2 separate regions of the Hermetia illucens genome follow, and region 2 is linked to region 1. Evidence: chromatin contacts called from public Hi-C data. All regions are on one chromosome and are shown on one strand. The core of a region is the stretch at or near the end of the contact, and the rest is flanking DNA. Distances in the headings are between cores, read along the strand shown. Region 1 holds the start of LOC119654645 (isoaspartyl peptidase/L-asparaginase-like). Region 2 holds the start of LOC119654644 (lysine-specific demethylase 3B).

What was found. A called contact is a pair of places that touch in the nucleus more often than the background predicts.
Region 2: a contact with region 1 is called in a Hi-C map of whole body, with 3 times the contacts expected there. The contact joins the promoter of LOC119654644 here to the promoter of LOC119654645 in region 1. A contact is called at or near these places in 2 of 2 Hi-C or Micro-C datasets (an unstated tissue and whole body).

What each region holds. Positions count from the first base shown.
Region 1 is chr4:109,785,877-109,791,710 of iHerIll2.2.curated.20191125, forward strand. It overlaps LOC119654645 (isoaspartyl peptidase/L-asparaginase-like), which reads right to left and starts at 2,258. Exons shown (of 1, transcript XM_038060126.1): 1 at 1,011-2,258. The coding sequence starts at 2,144. The coding sequence ends at 1,146. The region is part of intron 4 of LOC119654644 (lysine-specific demethylase 3B); the gene reads right to left.
Region 2 is chr4:109,930,869-109,936,702 of iHerIll2.2.curated.20191125, forward strand. It overlaps LOC119654644 (lysine-specific demethylase 3B), which reads right to left and starts at 3,740. Exons shown (of 14, transcript XM_038060122.1): 1 at 3,196-3,740.

The sequences.
Region 1 (5,834 bases), core at 1,008-3,507:
AGCCGTCAATACTTTTCAGCGACATCGATAGGTTTTGATAAGATATACATTAAGAGTCAGCTCCTTCGTGTCACTGGTCGGATAGGGTTCACTGAACAGGTATTAGAAGGCCGTGACGGCCTGAGTAGATCTGTCCGTGAGTTCCAGGATCAACTGAGGGTCAGTCAGGCTTCAGAGAACTGAGTTCCCACTGACCGCAAACTGGTCTGACTGCTCGTCGGCCAGTTGAAACCTAACTGGCCTGGACCTGACAAAACCATACTCTCTACAGAGTTGCACCGACCGATTAAAGATGTAGCAGATCCTGTTTGATACGCAGCGATGGAGTAGGGCTGAACGCCAGTAAGCTTTTAGGGATATCGACGGATGGCGGACCTTGGCGCAAAGCTGGGATATCTGAAGACAGGCCTATAACGAATACCGGTTGAGGAAAAATACCACCTGGTATTTTTCCCCAAAACCAACCCCCGTTTTCATGTAATTACTTGAAATGTTCCCAGAGCAATTTTATAATAATGCAAACGGTCCTTGCACATAAGCTTGCCCAGGCTGCCTATGGTGCAAGTAATCTGTCGTCGCTCGTTTCTGATTGGAGCATAATTGCTGTTTTCGTAACGCAATGTTCTAATATAGTGAAAAAATTCTCGACCTGCTGGACGCATGCTCTAGCAATGTTTTGTTTCCCCTACGTAATAGCCTGCGGTTGGCAATTTAGGCAGGCAACCTCAAAGGCCGCGCCTTTTTGTACATCTGAGGCAGGACGGACTAACAAGGGGTAGCTGGATGTTTACAGGAAAACAGGACCTGGCTTCTTAACTAGGAGCATTCCTGTAAATAGAATTTTCACATATCCAAAATTTCCTAGGATGTGTGAAAATAGGAAGTGGAGCCTCTTGGAGGGGCACCCAGTAGATTTGAAAACCTGAAATCCGTGAAAAAAAGAATCTCCGCGGGGTCCTTAACGATAAAATCATCCAGAATAAGAAAATAAAGCCATTAATAAAACTGAATTATCTTCTAAAAATAATCTTGCATTTATTGTACACTCCATTTGACGGTAAACTGGGCAGATTTATCAACCCAGGAGTCACCAGTAAGAATACCCTTTCCTTTATAAAAAACAAGTTTGGTTGATGGTGACATTTTTAGGTGAAGCCTGAGTAGCAACCTGGTAAGTAGTCGCCGCAACGAATACCCGATCCTTTGATTACATACCAAGGCATCTGACCCTTAAGTGTATAGACTCCTATCCGCCCTTCCCTATTTATATAGATGGCACCGAAAGCATCATCTGAAAAATGTGAGAAATATTGAAGAATGTTCCACGCAGCTGACTGATCTTTAGCTTTCATCAGACGACATGCAGCGCACAATGAAATGAGCTGCGAACAATTTCCAGAAACTGAAACGGCCCCTTTCGTGTTTTTGGCGTAAACTCCGCTGCCGATCAAATGTTCTCCGCTGATCCCGGCTTCCGTTTTACCGACCAACGCGCTACATGAGGCACCTGCAGCCATGTTCCCATATTCATCCATGGCAACCACGCCCACTCCACCGTGACATTTCTTCCAATCCACTTGCTCGCATCCGTCAGCATCTGAAGGTTTCCCTAATTCTCCAACTGGACAATCACATTTTGTATCCAGGGTCTTTTTACAGGCATTGGATATATCCAAGAACATCCTCCTTCCATGGACTGTTGGGACTCTACACTTTTCTGCAAATCTTAACGCCGATGTGCCTACCAAGAAGCAAGAGCCTAAAGATCTCTCCATAATAGCTCTGGCTACTGATATTGGATGTTTGGAGGAATCAATGCTGGAGACACATCCAAATTTCATATTTTTTCCCTCCATAATTGACGCGTGATTTTCAACCTGTCCATTGCGAGGATCATTCAAAATGGATTGACACCCACAGTTGAAAATTGGGTTTTCCTCAAGAAATTTTATTGTCTCTTCCACGGCGTCCGTAGAGGGCAACTTTAATTTCAGCAACTTGTAACTCTCCTTAGCAATCAGTTCGAGAGCAGACATGACTTTATCATAGTTCAAAGATAGGTGGCTTGCTCCCCCACGAACGACAATACAAGGTTCTTTTGCAGCCAGCGGTACACAGAAATGCTTGATGATTTGGAAAGCCATTTAAAATTTGATTAACTAAAATTTTTGAGCTTGACGAACCTAAAAGGACAAATTAAAAATATGACGAAAATTTCACGCACTGTGAACTTGACAACTAGACAACTGACTGACAACTTATTCGTGAATGGTGGTGAACTAGGATCGATTCAATTACTGCCAAAAGGATGAGAGGACCAATAAAAAGGTACCAAGATCGAACAAATCGCTCATCATTATCGTCCTAATACATTCCCCGTTACTCCCTAAAGTCGAGATATTGCCAACTTGCGAATGTGCGGGTTTCAACTGTCTTCAGTGCACGGGACTAATATTCTTAAAGTTTCCCCCAAATCAAATTAGTTTATGCGTGCTCAGATCAGGACCAGGATAACGAGGATATTATCTAAACGATGATGATCATAGATTCCTCCAGGAGCGCGACAGTCCTTAAGACATAAACCTTTTATTCTGGCTCTCCTACCATGTAAATGCTATCAGTATGAAACTGGCTGTCGACAGCAGCGTAAATTGGATATCGAGCGCGAGCAGCATAGCAGTCGAGTTTTCTACAAAATTGCACAGCCAGCGGACACCAAACACTGCCTTGGTAGTCGCTAATGGATTTTCCTAACCTTCCAAATTGCGACTTGCATCTGCTACGATACATTTTGGGAAACAGACTTTTGAAGGGGTCAAATCTGACTCAAGATGTAAACTCGTAAACATTTTGTGGCAGGTAGTTGGCATCATACCATAATCCAAAGGAGAATCTGTCAGGGAATGCCCTCTTACACTGGTCTATACATACAGGACATGACGTGCCGAAAGAGAATTCAAACTGTGGTGTACCGTACAAACGGTCCATTTGCAGATATACCATTAGCCATGAAACGGCTGGAAGAACCTAATCAACATCAATAACAGAAACTAATAAGTCGCGGCAGATTGATGGAAGTAGTCTAAATGAGACCTTCCCATCAGGCTTGGAGGGGGAAAAGAGAGGAATCACCTCTTCTTCAAGAAGTTGACAGAACATTTATCATCCGTAACAGACAAAATAGGTTCGATACTGGGTGATATATTTCGGCCGGGGGTCTCATCCGTGAAAACTATTGCTCCAACCTGAGAAGACCTTCTACTCAGTATTTTGACTGCATGGTTGCTGTTTAACATGGATTTTTCTGTTTCCAGACAGGAAATCACTCGGCCAAGGCGATCCTAAACTGCTTATCTTTTATGGCAGTGCGTGGAAGCTGACAAAGCAGGTTACCAAAAAAAGGTACCGATAACATAGTTCATGCTGTTCAGATGCACTAGATTGCGGTAATTTGGAATCACCGCTGTTAAAAAGAAACACATGTTGTCCAAAAAGGCGAAGCTTAGAAATCGAGGAACACCTTTATTTCAGAAACCGGAAGTGACTGTGAATATGTTAGATTATGAGTAACGGTTGAACTAATCTCCATTAGTCATGTTTTGTAGAAATCCCTGGAAATCGGATCGGGTAGAACTGCGGCTTTGATATGAAATGGGGAATGTGAGTAGATATACATATGTCACCTGAATTTCTAAAGCATTCGACAAGCGACAGATGCGCTGAACTGTAAGGTAATTTTACGGCACAGTTTATTGGCTCAGAACATCAATCCGAGGTACTTAACTAGTAGAGTTTGCGACAGCCGGCTGCCAGTGGCAGTGATCGTATCGGTTTCATTTGCGTCAGATTTAGCCATAGATCGCTAACTGGGCGTTGGATGTCCCGCGTACGTCACAATGTTTATGATAAGGACGAAGCACAATGATAACATGGTGTTTCCTTGATGGATACCAATGGAGACACGGAGCAAATTTGATGTATATGCCGCAATTCCAACTCCGCTTCCTGAATCGCGTAGTAGTTTAACTCAGTACAAGAGTTCTCTCTTGACGTGGGGGCAGTCCATACTACAGAGAGAGATACACGGTCAAACCCTTCAATAGATCGAGGAAGGTCAGAGAGGGCTCACACTATTTTTCCATGAGCAGTCGCGCGGCATATATAGCGTCAGAAGTGCCACAGAAAAACCCGGTTTCATAGATGGTATTATCAATGGGATCGAGAACTGTCAAAAATGGGTCTCAAAATCTTCATGGCGGTGGATAATAACAGCACCACGTTTCAAGTATTTGCGGAGCCTGGTGTTCTCCCCCAGAGCATCCAAGTTGAAATAAGTCGACGAAGAGGGTAGAGCTATTCCAAAAACCTAAAAAGATGATGAAATTGGCCGTGAAGGTTGGCCCACTGAAGTTTCCCGTCAACACGCGCTTGCAGGAGTCTATGCCCATCACCTCATCACTTTATTATAAATATTTTTATGCCTTGAAGATACGGAGGAAATGTTGGAACGCCAAAGACCACACTTGCTGAAGATCTGAGGCAGAAATGACATCGATTGAAGAGGTCTAAATGACACGTGAAGTTGCGATTAATGGCAAATGAGGAACTGAAGGATGTGTTCTTGACCCGGTTATTAGCGGTTGGGCTCTAGTGAGAGTTTGAAGTTAAGGTTACATCCAAACAGGCAAAGCTCTTCCAGCTTCAACCGGGAGTCGTACTCATTATTTCGGTACAGATATAGGTAGGTCCGGCATCCACCAGTATGAATGCTAAGCCATGCACTCAATATAGACTGGTACCGTTGTTGCTTGTCACAGCGGGGCTTTGATTGTGGTCACAAAATTAATCCGTGTCTTAAGAAAATCTTAGGGTTATGCCGCCACGGCGGATACTTACATAAAACCACCAGGACTTAACCAATATTGTTTTTGTGATATTGGAAGATGGAATATGTTAATCAAAAGAGAAACTTTCTTCAATTCTTATCTGGAGAACTACTTTGGAGGATGAGCCACGTACTGATGGATATACTGATTAGAAACCTACGCAGTAAAATCGAATATTTCAAGATGGGCATCTAGTGCATTATACAGAACAGTAACTGAGAAGTTTTCCTTTATAACGTATTCTCCTATTGCCTACCCTTGACCAAGGGTTTCACTGAAAAAGTTATAGGCGAACTTACTCCTTGGTATTTCGATGATGTGATGATATGATGTTGAATCAGAATGTCTGAAGTCTCGTAGAAGCAAGATACGTTGGAAACGCAATGCTATTTTGGTGAAAAACTCTATAAGAGCGAAATCTATTGCTAAAAGTAACTTCGACAGTCCGGCCAATGGGATAGAGGGATCCCCTGTAAAGCCTGATCTGAAGGGTGGGTGCCGTACAATGGAATAATCTTCAATTCAGGTTGGCAAGCGGGATTCTTTGCGAAAGAAATCGAGGCACATTTCTATTCCTTAAGATGGAAGATGTGAAACCCTAGTAGGACTTTTATCGGGATACTAATCTGTAAACAAGGGAAGCGAAGAGATGCCTTGTATTTCATATGCAATAATTCGACTCCCAGAGACAACTAAGATACCTCGGTGGTTTTTTAAAGAATATATGTATTCCATTTAGATGACGTTCTGAAATTCGCAAAAGCCAGATCACGTCGCAGTTACGACACAGAAGATCCTGGGCGCTTAACGTGAATACCTGACGTGTAGATATAATCCCATGGTCCTCTTCGGATAAGGATTGATTTGGGGACTACAATCAGAGCCCGCCGTGAATCGTACAGGGGTACTGGTGTATACTGAGCCCAAACTCAGCATTCATGGATGCGA
Region 2 (5,834 bases), core at 2,490-4,989, 150 kb after region 1:
AAAATGCGGACACGACACAAAAATCCAACCAAAACGGAACTGATGCTTTCACCACCAAGGCAAGTATACCCGAATTCCACTTGCCGTCGCGGAATGCACAAAGATTGGTTCCTTCCTCCAATGGAAAGTATCTAGGTATGATCCTGGATCCGAAGCTAAATTGCAGATTGAACATATGTAGAACTGCGGGTTAAGAAGGGCTCTACAGCCTTCTATGTCTGGAATAGGACCTTTGCAACGAGATTGGGTCTCCGGCCGTACACAGCTGTGGTACGTCCCATTTTTACGTATGGCTCTATGGTATGGTGGCAGGCTCTGAGCAAAAATTGCAATAGAACAAAGCTTAATAAGATTCAAGGAACCGCGTGTACAAGTGCTACCGGGGCCCTGTAGTCTTGTCTGACAGATACTCTTAACGTATTTCTACACAAACTCCCCCTAGACCTCGACATTAAATACGTTGTAGCGTGCAATGCTATCAGACTACGTAAGTCCGGATGCTAGACAACGAAATCACACGGCCATAGTAACATGCGTTTCGCAAGTGCATTCCCAGCGGAAGTATTGACAATACTGGGAGCACGTCGTTCTGACATATTGCCAAGCGGCCACTAAGGCCTTGTATTCAGCGGCAACATCCTCCAGGCTGGTGGGGCAGTGCAAAAATGCCCTGAACAGTCTGGGCAGCGCGCTCAAAATCACCCAACCTCTGGGTTGCCGGTCATAGGAACATAGAGCGAAATGAGCGGACTGGCTGTGCTCTTGGAAGTCCTTTCACGGATACAGTCTGTGTCCAGGTGGTGACTGTCAAGGATGGAATCTATTCGCACTACTTAGCAGCCTCGGACCTCAGATGGCGAAGGCTGCAAAGGGGGAAAACCTCAGGCCCAACTAGAGCGATTGCCCAGCTCTCGCTGGAGCCACACACTGGGCAAACCATTCTTTGAGAACCTCAGAGAGACCTTCAGTTACAGGGCATGAGATCTGCTTTCCTACGTGAACGCTACGGGCTGTTATTAGAGCAGCCATGGTCTCAGGAGTTTGTGGCGTACCACAACGCTAATTGCCACTATGGTGACATATTTGTCCAGCTATTCAGCTGCTCGTCATCGTGGAAAAGACAAGACCATTGATAGGTTTCTAGCCGCATGCAAATTGCTTCGTGATGCAGTATGCACTTCTGGAATTATTGCAATCTAATTTACCCACTGTCGAGCGACAGCCGGATCATATAAGCTGTCGATGATGAACTTGGCTCGTCACAGCTTCCAACTCTGGGAGAAGTGGCGAATGCAACATGCAAGCGAAGGTAAGCGATCTTCAAACGGTGTTCCCTCTCGAAGCTTTACCTCAGCGCCTCCTCTGTTTAGCATATCCAGAAGACAACTCCTAAATCTTTTGCTGACCGTCATGTGGTCAATTCGATGGCTCGTATGATATCGGTCAGTTGACACCCATTGTACCACCGTGGCGAGACTGTAAAATCTGCAGAAATCCACAAACCACCCACTAATACTGCGTTTCCCATATCACCTTTAGGTATCTCTTCTTAAACTGCATGTAATCACTCGCAGAAAGCATCGTTCTCAACTATATCGGAAATCTCCGTTAATGCGTAGCACTGTACAATATTGATGCTCTTTCACCTGGACCGGAATCTTCCAGTCAGAAGTCTGTCAAAAATCGGCTCCCAGATCAAGAGATCAAGTTTTTCGGTAGCTGTTAGAAACCACCAGACACCGGATTCGCGTCTGCTACCACTCGGGTTTCGGAGTACAAAACCAAAAGCCGCAAGACGGAAAGGAGTACTCTCCAGGTTTTCTCTACTTTATTTCGTTTAGGCACAGAATTTTGCAGCTTATATCGTTGGAATTTTCGCACGAGTTGGAGAAAGCGAACATTCTAGGGATTCTCCATACCGTTGTCACGGAGCGTGCACAAATTTCAGAAACCAATCATACTCCGTTTTCGACCATGTGGTCAGTCCTAATCCGAGGCGTTGTTGAGGTTTCGGCTGCAGTATATTGTTCCACTTCGTCTGCACAGCCAGAAAAATTTCGTATTGCTAAACGAACCCTGAGTCGGGACAGCGGATCGAAGTTCTCTGCTCTTGCGGGCACCAGATTTTCTAACAGACACTGCGGTCGAGCAATATGCTACCAACAACAAAGTTCAGGAAACTGCAGACATAAATGAAACTTTCATCCTTGTTGTTACGCTCCGCAAAGGCGTACTTGTTCCTTTTTCATAGAAACCACAACGCAATGCTTGCCATCATCACCCCTGCCCTCCCCTTTCCTGTTTGCCAGTTTTCATTAATACGTATCATTACACTTACACATTTTGGATTGGATTGGATCTTCGTAGATTCCATCATCTGATATCAAAAGGAAACACATAAGGAATCCTTTTAAACATGGTTCAAAGAACTTCCCACTAGAGAGACGCATCCCTGCTTCTCGTGATGATTGCAAACATTTCTTCGACAATCCTTACGCAAATTTAATCTGAGAAGTGTAATGACGGGCGCAAGAGAGCCGATGCAAACTATTAACAGTCACGCTCCCCTAAAATATTATGGCGCCTCAGTAGGGTTTAGTTTTGAGCCCCACTCCTGGAAGAGACAGAAAGGGAAGAAAGGAAGGAACCAGCAAGAGCCTGCTTCTCTCCAAAACCTACTCAAATACTTTTCACGGCGTTGAAGACCTGGTACTGGTTACGTGCCGATTTCATGTGGGGCATAAGTCGGGCGCCTAGAAATTCGGAAACTTCGTTGCTTTTCTTACAAACGGGGCGTAATGATGCTACATAGTTACTAAGGTCTACGTCCGGCCGAAATTTTCGCTGGAGCACGGTTCGCCCTCGAATCCAAACTCGTTAAGAGTTCTTTGGATTCTACAGGTCCTGTGTGTAGATATGCCTGGGAAGTATCTGAAGAAATTTCTATTTTCTGCTGTCTGGACTTAGCAACCAACCAGAAAGTCGACCCCCAAACAACATTTGTTCCTCAGCAGAATTTCGCATTTTTCCGACTATTCCTCTTAAAGTGTTGCATTTCCTTATGTAGTACTAAAACGCGGGACCTAGAAGTTTGGCACTAGAAAAGAATGCGCCCACCACCCTGGCCATCCAGAAGGAGGGCTCAGGTGCCCCCTCCTCCCCGCTAGAAAGTTAAATTACTGCTGCATAACTCACATTTCCTTTCCGGGCAATCGCTTATCCGTTTTATATCCCTTTCCAGTTGCTCAGGCGAACGTTGCACATCTCCCCGGGACGGCAAATGGCGCGACGAGTTAATCCCTTTCCTGTTCCTCGCGGCCCCGCTCCTTCTCTGCACTGCAAGTACGAGTGTAATTCACGACTCACCGCCGCGTTTTATCTCGTTCATGGAATTGTCCAAAAAACACTGCACATATCGCGCGCACATGGAAGCTCACCATACACACACGGACACCGCGCGCTACGTCACTATCCGTCACCACGTGAACGCAAGCCGCAAGCGGGCGGAAACGGGCAGCAGCTGACGCGTTGGCGATGGGGGCTTGGAGCGCGATCTACCCGGCCGGCGGGGAGGGGAGCGGGCACGTTGGACGATGACCGATTTCTGACAGCGAATGCCACCCTTGGCGGGGCGCTCTGATTACTTCGGACGTTTCGCTAAGTGAACCGTGAGCCGTCGTGAGCTGAGCGCTCGCTTCGCAACACATTCGCAGGTTTCGACTGAACGCCTCGAACTGTGGCGAAATGTTAAGCCGCCCGGCTGCCAGGCGGCTAGATCGTGGTTGTGTTGGAGCCGGGGAGCTTCGCGGCGAGTGGATTTCGCGCTCTGGCGCGACGCCTTCGGTCATAAACTCCAATTCGCCGCGCTCCACCGTGTGTCGTCATCGCTCACTTTTCGGATGTTGCCAACAACGTTGAGTATGTGGAGCTTATGCCGAGCTTTTAGTTTAAGCACTTTTTTCTAACGGGTTTTCAACGGAAAATTCTAGTATTTTACTAGAAATTTCATTTGACCAATTGGAGTTAGCTGTTTGACTGTTTCTTACTAATCCAGCTTCTGATAATAAGCTTGAATTTGTTCAGGCTAGTAAGCCACATTCTCTTTTCGATTTTTAGTTCAGACAATTATGGTAGAAGTGAAATGAAATAATGCAATTGTTTAACGCTTAAGTGGGTCATCGCGTGTGTCGGGTTGGAGAAATCGAATTGTATCTATATATAGTGGAGAATATGTGGGCAAAGGGATTTTGCGATATTCCGAGTCGTTCAGAAATTACAGGGTTAAACAGGTAAGGAGTTTGCAGCCGCGGCTAGAGTACTCGATGAGAAAGAGCATCGAATCTTTTTTACCTGTTAGTTCTTTACCTGAGCCTTATAAATTCGAACACAGGTATAAATATCATATAAAAAGATGGAAAATCAATCAATTGTCTAAACTTATTTGCTGTTTGAAATAAAAAAGATAATCCAGTCTAGAGTGAGCACTGAAAGGCTTTCAAGCTATACTCAGGTATATTTTGTTGTAAGTATTGTACTGTTTGTGTGTTCAGTGATTTTTTTAAATGGATCGTACGAAGGGAGATCCTTCATCACGCGTCATGCTCGTACTAAAAAACGAGTATTTCATGGGAATCGACACTTATCAAAGAAAAAAAAGGACTTCGCATCAACATCAGCAAAGAAACTTTTAGTAAGCATGAACATGGATTTTCCAATCGCGATAAGTTTTGTATATTATATATTGGATTTTGCGGGAGTTTTCTCCGGTATTTCTGCGGATTTCTGCAAATAATAAAATATACGTAGTGGTACGCATGTCGAGAAAATAATGGGAACGCGGCTTAAAAATTTAAAGAAGAATCACAAAGGCATTGGTGGAAAGGGCTGGAAAACTTACTGATAAGGTTATTAACGACCTCACTACATTTTTTGGGCTAGCTATTCGATAGAAGGAATGGAGCAAGAAATTTGGGCAATTTTCTTCCATCAATGTTCTACAGACGAAAATACTCAGCATCACAATTGTCCAGCAGGCGAGGACAGTTTTGCAAATGGCGCAAAGCGGAAGCTAAAGGAGCACTGGATAGTTTCCACCACGAGAAGGCACCTTTGACTGAAGAAGTTCAAACAGCCATCAAACCAATCTACGAAGATTTCTCACGAGATGATCTCTTGAACAGATGTTTAGAAGCAAAGACCCAGAATAACAATGAGTCGTTAAATGCATTGATCTGGACTTTCGCTCCTAAACACCTTCATTCTGGGGCCATGGTCGTAGAAATAGCCACTTTTCTGGCTTTCTATCTTTATCCAGTCCTCCAAAATAATTTTTCAAAAAAAGGCAAAAAAACGGCCTTCACACGGGATGACCTCCTTCAGTCCAAAATGACCCCAACTGGAAAAAGGCAAATAAATAGTATCACAGTAGTAAGTTTTCCGGATTTGTTTTGAAAATACTGTTTAGAACAAAATGGGGAAGGAAACAACAGTTGAAGAGCGAAAAATTATTGTTAAGGTTGTTTATGAATGGAAAACTTACCGCGAAATTGGTAGAATCGTCGAAAGATTATGTTCATCAGTGAGACCGATTATAAACAAATGGAAAAATGACGGAAAAATAGACCCGCTAAGGGGCGAAAAAAGCTACTAACGCCTCTCGATCAATAGTATATTCAACAGCAAATCAATAAAGAACCAAAAAAGCCCATAAGCAACCTACGAGCTGAAGCCTCCGTAATGATCCACAAACCCATTTCTAAGCAAACGGTACGAAGAACGCTCCGGAATCACGACTTTAATGGAAGAGTTTCTCATAGGAAGCCATTCATAACCAA